Regions from separate parts of the Gossypium hirsutum genome. Here region 1 is linked to region 2. The links are chromatin contacts, called in public Hi-C maps. All regions are on one chromosome and are shown on one strand. The core of a region is the stretch at or near the end of the contact, and the rest is flanking DNA. Distances in the headings are between cores, read along the strand shown.

Region 1 (7,517 bases), core at 3,802-6,301, 150 kb before region 2:
ACAGAAGAGTGACTAAAATATATAATTTTAAAAAATTAAATGACTAAAACGAAAAGTTGTAATGGTTAGATAATCGAAATAAAATAAACTAAATAATTAAGTGACTATTCTTGTTATTTACTTCTTCTTTTTTTGAATAATCGTTCTAATCATATCTGTTATTTTTGATACAATGTCTAGAACTATCCATAGTCCCTCTCCACCCTATAAATAGTAGGATGTGCTTCAATGCATTTGAACCCACATATTCCTTTATTGGAAACAATGTCCATGTCAATCGAGTTAAGACTCAAATGACTTCCTTAAAATTTTAAATGGTAAAAATCATTTTTTTAACTCGATTAAATCTTAGCTCGATTGTAAAAAAAAAACTTTTATTTTTATCATTTTCATTTTTACAAAGTATTTTAAATGAAAATAATTTTTTTATTTTCTAATTTCTATATATTTTAAATGTTTTCCATTTTCCAAGAAAAAAAAACAAAAATGGCCCTTGTTTTTTGAAACCAAACGAAACCTTAATTTCTCTTATGTTTTGACTTATTAAATTTTTAAATAAATTATATAATATTTATTATAAATTATTTATATTAATTTAAACTAAATTACATAGTATTGATTATTAATTATTTATATTTAGCCAAAAACCAATCGATAATAGCAATGAGTATATTTTTATGTTAGAAAGGAAATAGCTTAACAACTATGAAATAGAGTAGTTAGATAAAATTGCATAATATGCTTATTTTTCTTATTAAATTTATTAGTAATTATATTACATACAATAATTTAATTTTAAGTTTTGTTACCTGCTTGGAGAATTTTCTTTTGGTTTTTTATAATAATTAATATTGTTCTTAGAATTTAAAATTATTTAGTTGTGTAATTATATTTTATATTACCAAAGATGATATAGGGAATTACAATGTAATTACACTCTGTTAGCTAAACATATCTATAGAATTATATTTTGTTATTATACTTTCGTGCAATTACTTTATGGTATCCAAATGTACCCGTTGTAATAAACTATGTTTGTTTCTATTTTAGGCAAAATAATAAATTTAGCTCCTATTATTTACCTTTCTTGTTACTTTAGCCCTAATTCTTATTTTGTAGGTTAAGGGTATGAAACAAACAAATTAAAATATTATTATTTAATATTTAATTAAAATATTTGTTAATAATAAAGAATAGCACTATATTTAATTTAATAAGAATAATTTCGTAAATCATTATTATATTATCGAAAAAATGTTTATTAAAGTACATGATGTAGCTTGAGAAATGCTATTTGGAATTATTTGCTTACAAGAGCAAAGCCAAAAAAAAATTGCTTTGAAGGATCAAAATGAATAATAAATAGTTTTCCCCCTAATGAGCATTTTGTTATTTTTTAATGTACATAAACTTTGGTGCTCATTTTAAAAGGATAGGGATTAAAATTCAGTTTACACTATAATATAAGGACTTGTACAACACTATTTCCATGTGGGATAAGGTAGGTTGTGGTCCGTATTCAATTTATAATCTCTAACCATAGCAATTAATATCTGACCACATACATTTATGAAATCACAGCTAAAAACCACAACCCAAAGCATAATTAATTGATGACCTTAGTTTTTCTAAAAAGTCAAGAATTGGGGAATATGGCAATGGATATCACAAGAGAAGAGAAGATTCAAGAATGAAGGAGAAATTCATAAAGGTCCAATTCTGCTCTCAGTCCCTATACTATTCATACATTTTAAATTTAGTCTCCTTTTAATGTCTTACAACTTAGTCCCTCTATTTTTTTATTTAAATTGGATTCTGTTGTGTTTAAAAACAATTTACTTACATGGCCAAGTTAAAGCCGTGTCCACTCTACTTCTTTGAACCAATTAATGTTGAAAAACTCGAAATTGAAAACTTTATAATCCTATATTCAATATATTCATTTGCTTCTTTAACGAAAGTCCTTTCACGTTATTATTAAATAAAAATAGAAGGGTTAAATTTTAAATATGCAGAATACAAGAACTGAGAGCATAATTAAACCATTAATAAAAGTTGAATTTATCACTTTGACAAATTAAACCACCGCCCCGTTGTTGCTCTGATCAGCACACGGCAGTACGGCGTGCACCTTGCCTTTTGCACACACATTTTAATATCCATGGACGTAATAAGGAACATCAAATATGTATTTTTTTTTATAATAATATATAATAAGATAAAAAAAATGTGTAGGGGTGTTTAGTAAACAAAGTTTTGGGTCTTTTTTAATTGATTTGGGTACAAACGGAGGATTGGATAGTCAAACCCTTTAATTGTAGTGTTTGGTGAATGAAAGTTTGCAAGAGCTTATTAAGCTAAAACTTCCAAAACAAAAAACGTAAGGATGGACAACTTTTTCCTAGTTGATTGGGAATGAGATACGTAGAATGACATATCTAACTATGTTTACTCACTAATTAATTTCCATAATGAATGTTTATTTAAATAAAAAATACTTTGCAAATAAGGAACTTAAGAAATTTATTTATTTAAATTTTTAAAAATATTGACTAATTAATTTCTCATAATGGATGTTTTAATTCCTTGATAAGAGTGTTTTATTTCAATAATTTCACTCAATAAAGACAAAAGTATTATAAATAAATAAATATTCAATAATAAAATGTGTCATGCTTTTATTTGTCATTTTACACATATTAATTTTCAACTATCAACTAAGTTTTTTTAAACATTTTTAAATAAAGAGTTAATAAAAGCAATTGGTAAAATCAATCACTACAATCGACAATCAACAATCAATTATCATCCAATTGTCAAACAACGTGTGTGTATATATATATATAATATCCCACTAGCGTAAGTGGTATTTCATGACAGCAACATCTTAGTATACACAGATAAAAAAGGAATGCAAAGATTTTTTTCCTTAAAATCATTGATTGCCTTTTGAGTATTTAGGAAGGTTGCTTTAATTGATGGGTTTCTTTGAAAGTACCATTTTTGTTCATTTTGGGTAAATAGTACATGTGTTTTTGTTTTTTTATTCAACAAGTTAAGTTTTTTAAAAAATAATAATAAATAAATAAATCCTTTTTAATCCTTTACCATGCCATTTGCATGCATGCATGCTCATCGGCAGCATGAATTATAAGGTAGAAGTTCATTACGTTTCTTCCCATGAAATTTAAAGTTTGAAAGTGCTAACAAAAGAATAATATGTTTCTAAAAAACCAATTGAATACTGAATGTTAAATTTTTTTTTTAAATGTTGCCATTAATCAGTTATATAAATTATAGGTCTAATTCTGTTTTCAGTCACTATACCTTTACCATATTTGAAATTTAGTTCTTTTACTTTCATGAATTTAATCTATTTATTCTTATGTGTATGAGTTTTATAATGTCTAACGAGTGGGAGTTATCCAAAGATCGGGCAGGATGTCAATTGAAGACATACACAAATCTTTTTTTTATCGTAACTAAAGCACCACCACCAACAGATAGTGACTAAACCTTTCATTGTGGTTATTCTCCGATAATGTAAACAATTAGCAATGAAACGTGCTCCATTTTTATGAGCAGAAATCGAACTCGATTATATAGATAAAAGCACATGGTTATAAATAGTAACATGTATGCAACATTTGTGCATAAAAACAAGGTATCTTAAATAGTGGTGCCCACTTGCAAAATGCAAAATATCATGATATTAGAGAAAATATCTTAAATGCAACCCTAAATATGGATGGTACACATTTTATTGAATCCTTGATGTGAAGGTAATAGATAGAAGAACCACCCATCAATTGCATTCATTGGACAATGACTTGACCCGCAACTTCCTGCTAATTCCATCCAACAAGGAACCCAAACCCTAATGACTTCACCTGTCATCAAATCATAATTAGCGTTGAGTAAAAAGTGGTTGGAGTTGAAACTGATTTAATTAAATGTAATGCTTTTTGATCCCTTCAGTTAAGTTGATTAGGTTAATAAAATCGATTTTATAATTAGTTTATTAAATTAAAATTATTGATATTTTTATGCAATTAATATTTTAATGATCTAATTTATCAGATTTATAGTCTATTTATATATGTCAAATTTAACTATAAATTAAGGCTTTGAACTATTCCATCAATATTAACCTACACAATATTTTAGATCGGAATTGATTCGAAAATTTATATACATAAAAAAAATATAATTATATTAATAAATTCAAACCGGCTATTGCACTGTCTCGACCACAGCCTCATGCTAAAGATAGGAATCAATAATAATCCAAGGATATGAATGGGTAAAATGTACAATCACTGGTTATTAAGCAATCTTTTTTTTTTTTTTTGTATCAAATGAAAAACAAATACAGAGCAAAGCACAGATTAAAAGATAAAAACAAAAATCTAAAACCATAAACATCAATCCTTTTAGACCCAAACCCGAAAGAAATAAACCCTAATATTCAACAACTCATAGGCGGAAGATCGGATGTTTTGGCGTTGGGGACGGTGGCGGAAGGTTTGTTAAAAACATGACTGCCAAATAATAAAAACCCCAGAGAATGGCCAGCCACGGCGGCCAAGAAAACGCCACCGTTGAAAGACATGATAGCCAACATCACCAGATACGCGAGTCCAACCCTCAGAGCATGCAACAAAGTCTGAACCAGACCGGCGGTCACGTGGTGGGTGGAACCGGGTTTCACCAACCGAGAGTGAGAAATCCCCTCCACCATGAAAGCAAGCAGGAAGACAACTATGAGGGCCAAGACGTACATGCTGGTTCTGGTTCCCGGCCAACCGGAGAAGAGAATCTCGGCGTCGCTGCCCCAAAAGAAGGTCATATGCATCATCATCTTATGGTGCTTCGTCATGTTCATGCCGCCATCTGATGTGTTGTGCATCATCATGCCATGCATATGGTCATCATTCATGCCCTCCATGGATGAATCTTTTTCTCTCTCAGTTTGGCTCTTGAGAGTGTGGGCCTGCTTGGGAGCTTGTGAAAATGTACTGTTAAGGCTTTAATGAAATGGCAGTCTCTTAAATATCTGCTTAGAGTAGCTGTTATTGGAATCTGATCGTACATTTTTTACATACACGCTGTAATGTGTAGTACATACGCTCAATGAAGAAACCTTCTCAATGGAGTACATTAATTTTATTTTGGGATTTTAATTTTTAATTTTTAATTTTTAGACTTTATAAAATTTAAAATTCAAGTTAAATTACTAACATTAAATTATATATATAAATTTATTTTTTTAAAAAATTTACTTATTAAAATAAAATATAAGGTAGACTGTAAAAATAATCACTTTTGTTTATTTTAAATTATATTTTAGTCACTTACGTTATCGTTTTGTTACGAAGTGATCACTCTACCATTAAGCTCCGTTACCTCCCTAACGGTGGTCCTATATGGCAGTCCAAGTTAGCATTTAAAACCCATTTGGACTGCCACGTAGGACTGTCGTTAAGGAGATAACTGAGCTTAACAGTAAAGCGACCACTTCGTAACAAAATAATAATGTAAGTGACTAAAACGTAACATTTCAAACATAAATGACTAAAACGAAATCTAAGGCAAACAAAAATAACTATTTTATAGTTTATCCTTTTATTTAATAAAGATTCAAATAACAATAGACCGTTTTTGGTGCGAAAAAGGATAGATATTATCAAATCCATTAGTACTACTCCACAATTAATATATTTTTGTCATACTATTAATCTTGATCCGCTATAAATATATAATTTCATTTTTTTAGTTATTTTCATATTTTTATTTTTTAAATATATTTATTCAGTTTGTTATTTGGAAAAGAATTCTGGTCACTTTACCTCCTATATTTTCCTTCAGCTTATCAAGTTACCTCATCTATGTTTTCTGTCTAAAATTACAGGCTGCCATGTATCAAAAGAAGCAAATATTCCTTAAAATTTCCAAAAGTGTCATAAATTTCATTAAAATTGCAAAAAAAAAAATCTACAAAAACAGAAAATTTTAAAATTTTCTTCATGAAAACTTTATAATTTTCTAAAAACCCTAAAATTCTAAACAAACAAGAAAATTACATTTTTTTTGAAAAATATTTTTAAAAATAATATATATAATTATTAAAAATGTATTTTAAAATGCATCTAGACAAATGCACGTCTAAGTTCGCCCATCAAAATTACTAAAAAGTATCACGTTTTCTATCTAAATTTTCCACCACATGTAAAAAAAACTATATTTGATTAAAATGTCAAGGAAAAATTAAAATGTCCAAAAAAATCTAAAAACTTTGAAAATTCTAAAACTACAAAATTCATAATTTATTTGCAGAAAATATTAAAAATATTTTAAAATGCAGAAATAAAAGAATAAAAAATACCCTAAAACTCCATAAATTTAGAAAATTATAAAGAATTGGAAAATTCTTAATTTTTTATAAAATTATTAAATTTATTTTTAAAATACCAAAAAAATGTAAAATATAAATAAAAGATTAAAGATTAAAAATTAAAAATTTTATAAGTGCTATTGAAAAATGCAACCACAATGAATACGAAGTAAAAGATAGTTTCGTTTCAAGTTTAGTAATAAGATATATTATACTTTTAAAGAGAGAATACAAATATGAACCTTGAAAACGAAACATTATTAGGAGAAATAACGACAAATCCCAAATATAAATAATAAAATGAAAATGCTTCCAGACAATAAAAAAATAAAAACGAATCTGTTTCCTCACCGCATGGTAATTTAACTTCGTGAAACCAGAAAAATTGAAAACCCAAATTTAGAAGGGACCAATTAGTAAACACAATATACAGTACACCACATATTTTTCAATTTTAAACATCCTTTCACTTATTTAATTAAACACCCATAAATATTTGTGGCTAAAATTGTCTTTTAAGTCAGAAAACAATTTCTCATTTGGTATTTTTATTAGTCCCTGTAATTTGTAAAAGTTGTGGATTTAATCCCTATACTTTGATTTGGTCAATTTTAGTCCCTGTACTTTTTAAATTTTAAAATTTCAATCATTACCAAATGATAACTGTTAAATTTATTAGGCTAAGTTTTGTTATTTCCAAAATTTGAAGCTCCAAACATATTATCATATATCCAATGCCATTTCACCTTGTTAAGTCCACATATTACTCACTAAAAATTCAATTGACAACTGTCATTTGCGTCAAGACTGGAATTTCAAAATTCACAACTTAGAATGGTCCAATTGAAAAATATGGGCTAAATCTACAATTGTACATATAGCACATAACTAATAATTGAATTTAAACAAACAAATTTAACATAACAACTACTACTTAGGTAAGGACTGAAATTTCAAATTTCAAATTTCAAAAAGTACAGGGACTAAAGTTGACCAATTCAAAAAAGTGCAGGGACTAAAATAGATCAAGTTAAAGTACAAGGACTAAATTTGTAATTTTTGCAAAGTAAAAGGACTAATAGTAGAATTAACCTTTTCATTTCTTTCTCATGTTGGTACATGT
Region 2 (7,096 bases), core at 2,282-4,781:
TCAATTCAATCGGTCCATACTGGTTCTATTCCCTTCTTCAAATAGATACTTTAACTAATTTTCGATCCGACTGTATTAGAAGGATTGGATTGGTGTTGTTTGAATTTTCACAAGGGTCAAATTGAGAACAGAAAAGGGGAGAAAATGAAGATTGTATTTTGTACTATATAAAAATATAGGATGTAATTGTATTAGAAATTAAAGTATAACCGGTTTATTATTAAAAAACCTAGAAATTTTGTATCATATCTTATGTTTATTCATATTTAGCACAATATATTTCTAAAAAATTAAAATCATTATATTAGACTATTAAAAAACATATAATTTTTATTAAATCCATATATTAAATTGAACCAAAAAAATAAGATAGGTACCACATTAAGAAAATGTATCAAACTTGGCTACCGAATAATATATTAAATCAATAATTTATCTATACTATCATTCAATTTTAAAAAAAAATTAAAAATCATACTTTTCACAAAACAAATTATATTTTATAAATATGTTTTTATCTTCTTATATTTTTATCTAAACTCAAAAAAAATCTGCAAAAAATAAAATTTAAATCTTCAACTTTATCATTTGACATAAATTTTAATAAATATATACTTTTAAATAATTGTTTTATCGTGATCTAATATTTTTAATAAGATATATTTATCACTTGATAAATTTATTTATTTTTTAAAATTATATCATCAGTTAAACATTTTACACTAGTTTATTGATTTTCAAATTTTACTATTTACCTTTTAGATTTATGATATTTATATTTAATGATACTATTTATTTTAAATAATTTAAATTACATTCAAAGTTATTAAACTATAAGTAAAATTATGTGTCGGTTATTCAACTTTTAAAAGTTACAAAATATTATTTAATTATTCAAAATATTTCATTTAAGTCGCTGAGTTGTTGAAATCATTGTTTTATGGTCTTTTCTATTCTCATCGCCTACACCAATCGAAAACTCTAATTCATTTTCTTTTTTATAGTTTTTTTTTTCCAGAAAACAACTTTAAATATTATGAATTTATGAACATCATGGAATTTGAACCCTAACCAAGTGATAGCCAAGTACCAGGTATGCTAAGGTAAGGCATATAACTCTTTAGTTAAAAGGTTCGATTTTCTACAGGCACAACATACATAATTAATATTTCCAACAAGACTAAATGCCAGTTCTTCATTGCTTAAAAAAGTACTTCTGACTCCAAAAGCATTTTTGAAAGAAAAGCTGTAAAGAATAAGCTGCTTTTGGCTGAAACTTTTAGCTTTTCAGAAGTGCTTTTGAAAAGCTTTGAAAAGCACTTCTGAAAAGGAGAAGCTAAAAATTTTAGCTTTTCTTCTCCCAAAAGCACTTTTGGTGCTTAATTACTTTTTCGCCCCTCCAATAACATAGTATTTTTCTTTTTTTTTCTTAGTGCTTAATTACAATTGTGTTAAAATCATTAATTAAAAATAAAAAATATTTTTTAAAATACTAATTACAAATATTTAATGGTTATATTTAAATATTTAAAATATAGTTTATATATTCTAATTAAATTTTATAAATAATTAATATTTATTGCTTAAAAATATTTACAATTTATATTTCATATATTAAAATATTAACAAGTTATAATAATTTTTTTATATTATTACTAAAATATAATAATATTAACTAACTCAAATATTATTTAAATGCATATTTGTTACTTGATAATAACTTGTCTAAAATGAACATTTTATTTCTCAAAAGCACTTTTTGACAACAATGCTAAACACTCAAATTTTAAACCAAACTTTTCAAAAACACTTCTTAAAAGTACTTTTTCACAGCACTTTTCAAAAGTACTTTTCAAAAGTAATGAAGAACTAGCCCTAAACTTATCTAGATATTTGATAGACATCCATTTATGATAAAACATTGCCTTAAGAGTGTAAAAAGCCATAAATTTAATAATAATAAAAAACATTAAGCCCCTTTTTTTTTACTCAGTTGGATACTTGAATTTCTAAATGCATCAAAAAGACCCTCAAACTTTTTCAAAAAAAACAATTAAGTCCCTACTTTTTTTTGCACTCAATTGGGTACTTGAATTGTCAAAATGCACAAAAAAGACCCTTTGACCATTAACTTTAACAGTTGATCGTTAAAGTTAGCCCCTAATTTTTTCAATTAAAACCACCTCTTCTCACAACCACGGAATGACATGTGGCAAAAAAAATTATAAAAATAAAAATCAATAAAAGTTATAAAAATTATTAAATTTTAATAAAGAATATAAAAATATTCTTTATAAAGAATATAAAAATATTATATAAAGAATATAAAAATTTGAAAATATTATAAAAACAATAGGAAATTATAAAAAAATTGTAAAATTGTATAAAAATCATAAAAAAATTTATAAAATGCATCAAAAATGTCCTTTAACCATTAACTTTAACCATTAATTGTTAAAGTTAACGACCCCCATTTTTTTCAGTTAAAATTGTCATATGTCATAGAACAACATGACATGTGGCGAAAAGTGATAAAAATTAAAAATCAATAATTTTTTACAAATTTTAAATAATAAAAATTATAAAATGCTTCTTTTAGTAGATAAATTTTTTAATTTTTTACGAATTTTAAATTTCTTTACATTTTCTTATAAGTTCCTTACAACTTTATAAAATTTTATAATTTTATAACTTTTTTCTATATTCTATATATTTTATAATTTTTTATATTTTTAATTAAAATTTAATAAAATTTATAACTTCTATTGATTTTTATTTTTATAATTTTTTTGCCACATGTCATGCCGTGGTTGTGAGACGGGGGTGGTTTTAATTAAAAAAATTAGAGGCGATTAACTTTTAACGATCAACTGTTGAAGTTAACGGTCAAAAGACTTTTCTGATGTATTTTGACAGTTCAAGTATCCAATTGAGTGTAAAAAAAAGTAGGGGCTTAATTGCTTATTTTGAAAAAGTTTAAGAGCCCTTTATATACATTTTGAAAGTTTAAATACCAGTTGAGTGCAAAAAAGATAGGAGCTAAATTGCTTTTCTTTGAAAAAGTTTGAAGGCATTTTTTATGCATTTTGAAAATTTAAATACCAAATTGAGTGAAAAGACAAGGACTTAATTGTTTTTTTTTAACAATTTAAGGACTTTTTACATCATTAAGCTTAAAATATTGTTATATTTCCGTGTTAATTAAGAACATGCAGAAGTCAAACGTTGACTGGAATATACTACCTACTGCCAACCATAAAGCCCACATAGTTTTGTATGAAATTAAGCCCACATAATGGTTTCGAAGACTGGACCAAAAAACCAAAACTTACGGAGGAGAACTTCCCATTATATAAAATATGAAACAAAAATTCAACCCAAAAAAAAATTGAAATAAGATTTTTTTATTACTAGTCAAAGTCTGCTCCCAGTTCTTGAAGAAGAAAAGGTCTACTCCCACTTGTATTCCCTCCCCTCTTCTTCTTCTTCTTTTTGTTTTTCATCTCCTTTGTCCACACCTCTCTACAAAGATGATGATGAAACAAAAGAGCCTCTCTTTCTTTCTATTCCTTTACCTCTTAACTTCCTTCTTTATTGCTTCATCGGCCACAATCTCGTTAGGCTCCTCCATCACCCCCTCATCCCCACCCCTAACATGGCACTCTTCCAATTCCACTTTCTCCATTTCCTTCATTCCCTCTGCTTCTTCCAACTCTCTCCTCGCTGCCATCACGTATGCAGGTGGGGTTCCTATTTGGACTGCTGGAAATGGCACCACCGTTGACTCTGCTGGTTCCCTCCGTTTACTCTCCAACGGAGCTCTTCATCTTGTCAATGGTTCTGGCGCTGTCGTTTGGGACTCTGGCACTGCCAATCAGGGTGTTTCCTCTGCTTCCTTGGAAGAATCCGGGGAACTCCGGCTATTGGGCAATGGCAGTTCTGTAGTTTGGTCTTCATTTGACCATCCAACGGATACCATCGTTCCGACTCAGAATTTCACTGTTGGCAGAGTTCTAAGATCTGGGTTGTATACCTTTTATCTTCAAAGGTCAGGGAATTTAACTTTGAGATGGAATGATAGTATTGTTTATTGGACCGAAGGGTTGAATTCTTCTTTTGATGCAAATTTAACTTCACCGAGTTTAGGGTTGCTAACTATTGGTATTTTGAATTTGTTTGATCCTAGTTTGAGTACTGGGTCAATTGTCGCTTACAGTAGTGATTATGCGGAAGGGAGTAATATTTTGAGGTTTTTAAGGTTAGATGAGGATGGGAATCTAAGGATTTATAGTTCTTCTCAAGGTAGTGGGACTATAACTCCGAGATGGTCCGCAGTTTTAGATCAGTGTGATGTTTTTGGTTACTGTGGGAATATGGGAATTTGTAGTTATAATGATACGAGCCCAATTTGCGGGTGTCCTTCAGAGAATTTTGAGTTGGTGGATGTGAATGATAGGAGGCAAGGGTGTAAGAGGAAAAGGGAGATAGAGGATTGTCCAGGGAGTGCTGCTATGTTGGAACTGGATCATGCTGAGTTTTTGACTTATTCGCCTGAGTTGTCTTCTCAGGTTTTCTTTATTGGGATATCAGCTTGTAAATTGAATTGTCTTGTCAGCGCTTCTTGTGTTGCTTCCACTTCTTTGTCGGATGGATCAGGGGTCTGTTTCTTGAAAACTACTGAGTTTGTGAGTGGGTATCAGAGTGCACCACTTCCTAGTACTTCTTATGTTAAGGTTTGTGGACCAATATTACCAAACCCATCTCCTTTTGCGGATAATGTAGAGAATGGGAATGGTTGGAGGGTGCATGGCTGGGTTGTAGTGGTTGTGATTGTGGCTACCGTGTTGGTTTTGATTGCATTGGAAGGCAGTTTATGGTGGTGGTGCTGCAGAAACAGTCCCAAATTTGGGGGTCTATCAGCTCAATATGCTCTTCTTGAGTATGCGTCTGGTGCTCCTGTTCAGTTCTCATATAAGGAGCTTCAGCGCTTAACCAAGGGATTTAAGGAAAAGCTTGGAGCCGGAGGGTTTGGGGCTGTATATAAAGGAGTTCTTGCTAACAGAACTGTTATGGCAGTGAAGCAACTAGAAGGTATTGAGCAGGGTGAAAAGCAGTTTAGAATGGAGGTTGCAACCATCAGTAGCACCCACCATTTAAACTTGGTGAGATTGATCGGTTTTTGCTCTGAGGGCCGTCACAGGCTTTTAGTTTACGAGTTTATGAAAAATGGGTCTCTAGATAACTTCCTTTTTACCACAGAAGAGCACTCAGGAAAGATGTTGAGCTGGGAATACCGTTATAATGTTGCTCTTGGAACTGCAAGGGGAATCACATACCTTCATGAGGAGTGTAGGGACTGCATTGTTCATTGCGATATAAAGCCTGAGAACATTCTCTTGGATGAAAATTTCAATGCCAAAGTGTCAGATTTCGGACTTGCCAAACTTATAAATCCCAAAGACCATAGATACCGAACACTGACAAGTGTTAGGGGGACAAGGGGCTATTTGGCACCTGAATGGCTTGCAAACCTTCCAATAACTTCAAAATCTGATGTTTATAGTTATGGGATGGTCTTGTTGGAGATAGTGACTGGAAGAAGGAATTTTGATGTTTCAGCGGACACAAATAGGAAAAAGTTCTCTGTGTGGGCTTATGAAGAATTTGAGAAGGGTAATATAGAGGGAATTGTTGATAAAAAGCTTCGTAGTCTAGATGTGGACATGGAGCAAATAACTAGGGCAATTCAGGTTAGTTTCTGGTGCATCCAGGAACAGCCTTCTCATCGGCCAATGATGGGAAAAGTGGTTCAGATGCTGGAAGGAATCACAGATATTGAGAGACCGCCAGCACCAAAATCTGCCACCGAAGGTTCTATAAGCGGAACCAGCATAAACGTGAGCAGTAATATCAGCGCTTTCTCAACTTCTGCTGTTTCCGCCCCAGCTCCCTCATCATCATCTTCATTGCAAACAGTTGGGATTTCTCCCTTAGCTTCAGGAATGATTTCTTCAGAAAAGCAGTCATCATCCCTGATACAGCCTGACATGAAATGCTAAAGGTGCATATTAAATGACTTTGGCAGGGCGACCTCTGATCCAGATTTAACGTTAAACCTGTTGTATATAAAATACGAGAGGTGATGTTCATACCATATGTTGTAAAAACATGTTTAAATTGTTACCTTAGCAAATATTTCTAGAAAGACTGAGGCATTGCTGTCAGAGTTGTTGCTTCTACAAGTATGGCCTTAGTTCATTTAAAAACATGTTACTAATAATGTTTAGTGGTGATGTGTGCTACATATATATACCTTATTGTTTGTTACCCATAATTGTGTGTGAAATGCAAAGCAGAAGTTGGTAGCTTAAAAGCATCATGTTGTGCAAAAATGGTTCAAATCGATTCTTGTAGTATGAGTTTTGTGTCAGTTTATTTTGGCAGGCATATACTCCTCAAAACGAATGGATCTGCCAGCAGAGGCCAGCATTTTAATCCCTCGAGGAACTTTGAAATGCTAAAATCTGGCTGTGTCATTTGCATTGAAACAAACAGCCAAGGAAAGGTGAGTCTGTGCCAGGGTCATTCCCTTGTTTTTGTATCATTGCTTTACCATTGGCAACAAGTTCAATTTATATTCTCCCTTTTCCTTTCAGGTTTAGGTTTAGTAATAGTAAGAGATTTTAAGGGACACTTAACACTCAGGTTTAATTTAAATATCAAAAGAAAACAATTGTAGCGCCATCATATTTACATACAATTGTTAGAAAAAAAAACCAAGAACATTTTGCAAAAACAAAAAGTAAATAAAAAGCTTGCTATGATGATTGCATCAAACTCTATGTATTTTATCAAACAATTCAACATGTTTGATGTTGTTTATACCTGCAAGGTGCTGCTTCTCGTATTATTGCTCTAGTTCAGTATGCTCCCTAAAAAAAAGTAACACAATTTCATAAAGTAAATAGACGTTTTAGCCAGAAGTGAAAGGCAAATGTGGATATGGAGGAGCAAAACATATGATATAAGATATATATAATAATTCAATTTTGGCATCCAAGGGGGCAAACACATAAAATATATACGGTGGTTATTA

Evidence for each region. A called contact is a pair of places that touch in the nucleus more often than the background predicts.
Region 1: a Hi-C map of leaf shows a contact between it and region 2, with 1.8 times the contacts expected there. The contact joins the promoter of LOC107950228 here to the promoter of LOC107950221 in region 2. A contact is called at or near these places in 2 of 34 Hi-C or Micro-C datasets (both in leaf).

Annotation. Positions count from the first base shown.
Region 1 is chrD03:45,974,021-45,981,537 of Gossypium_hirsutum_v2.1, reverse strand. It overlaps LOC107950228, which reads right to left and starts at 5,051. Exons shown (of 2, transcript XM_016885042.2): 1 at 4,472-5,051. The coding sequence starts at 4,948.
Region 2 is chrD03:45,826,278-45,833,373 of Gossypium_hirsutum_v2.1, reverse strand. It overlaps LOC107950221 (G-type lectin S-receptor-like serine/threonine-protein kinase At1g34300), which reads left to right and starts at 3,531. Exons shown (of 1, transcript XM_016885037.2): 1 at 3,531-7,096. The coding sequence starts at 3,531. The coding sequence ends at 6,059.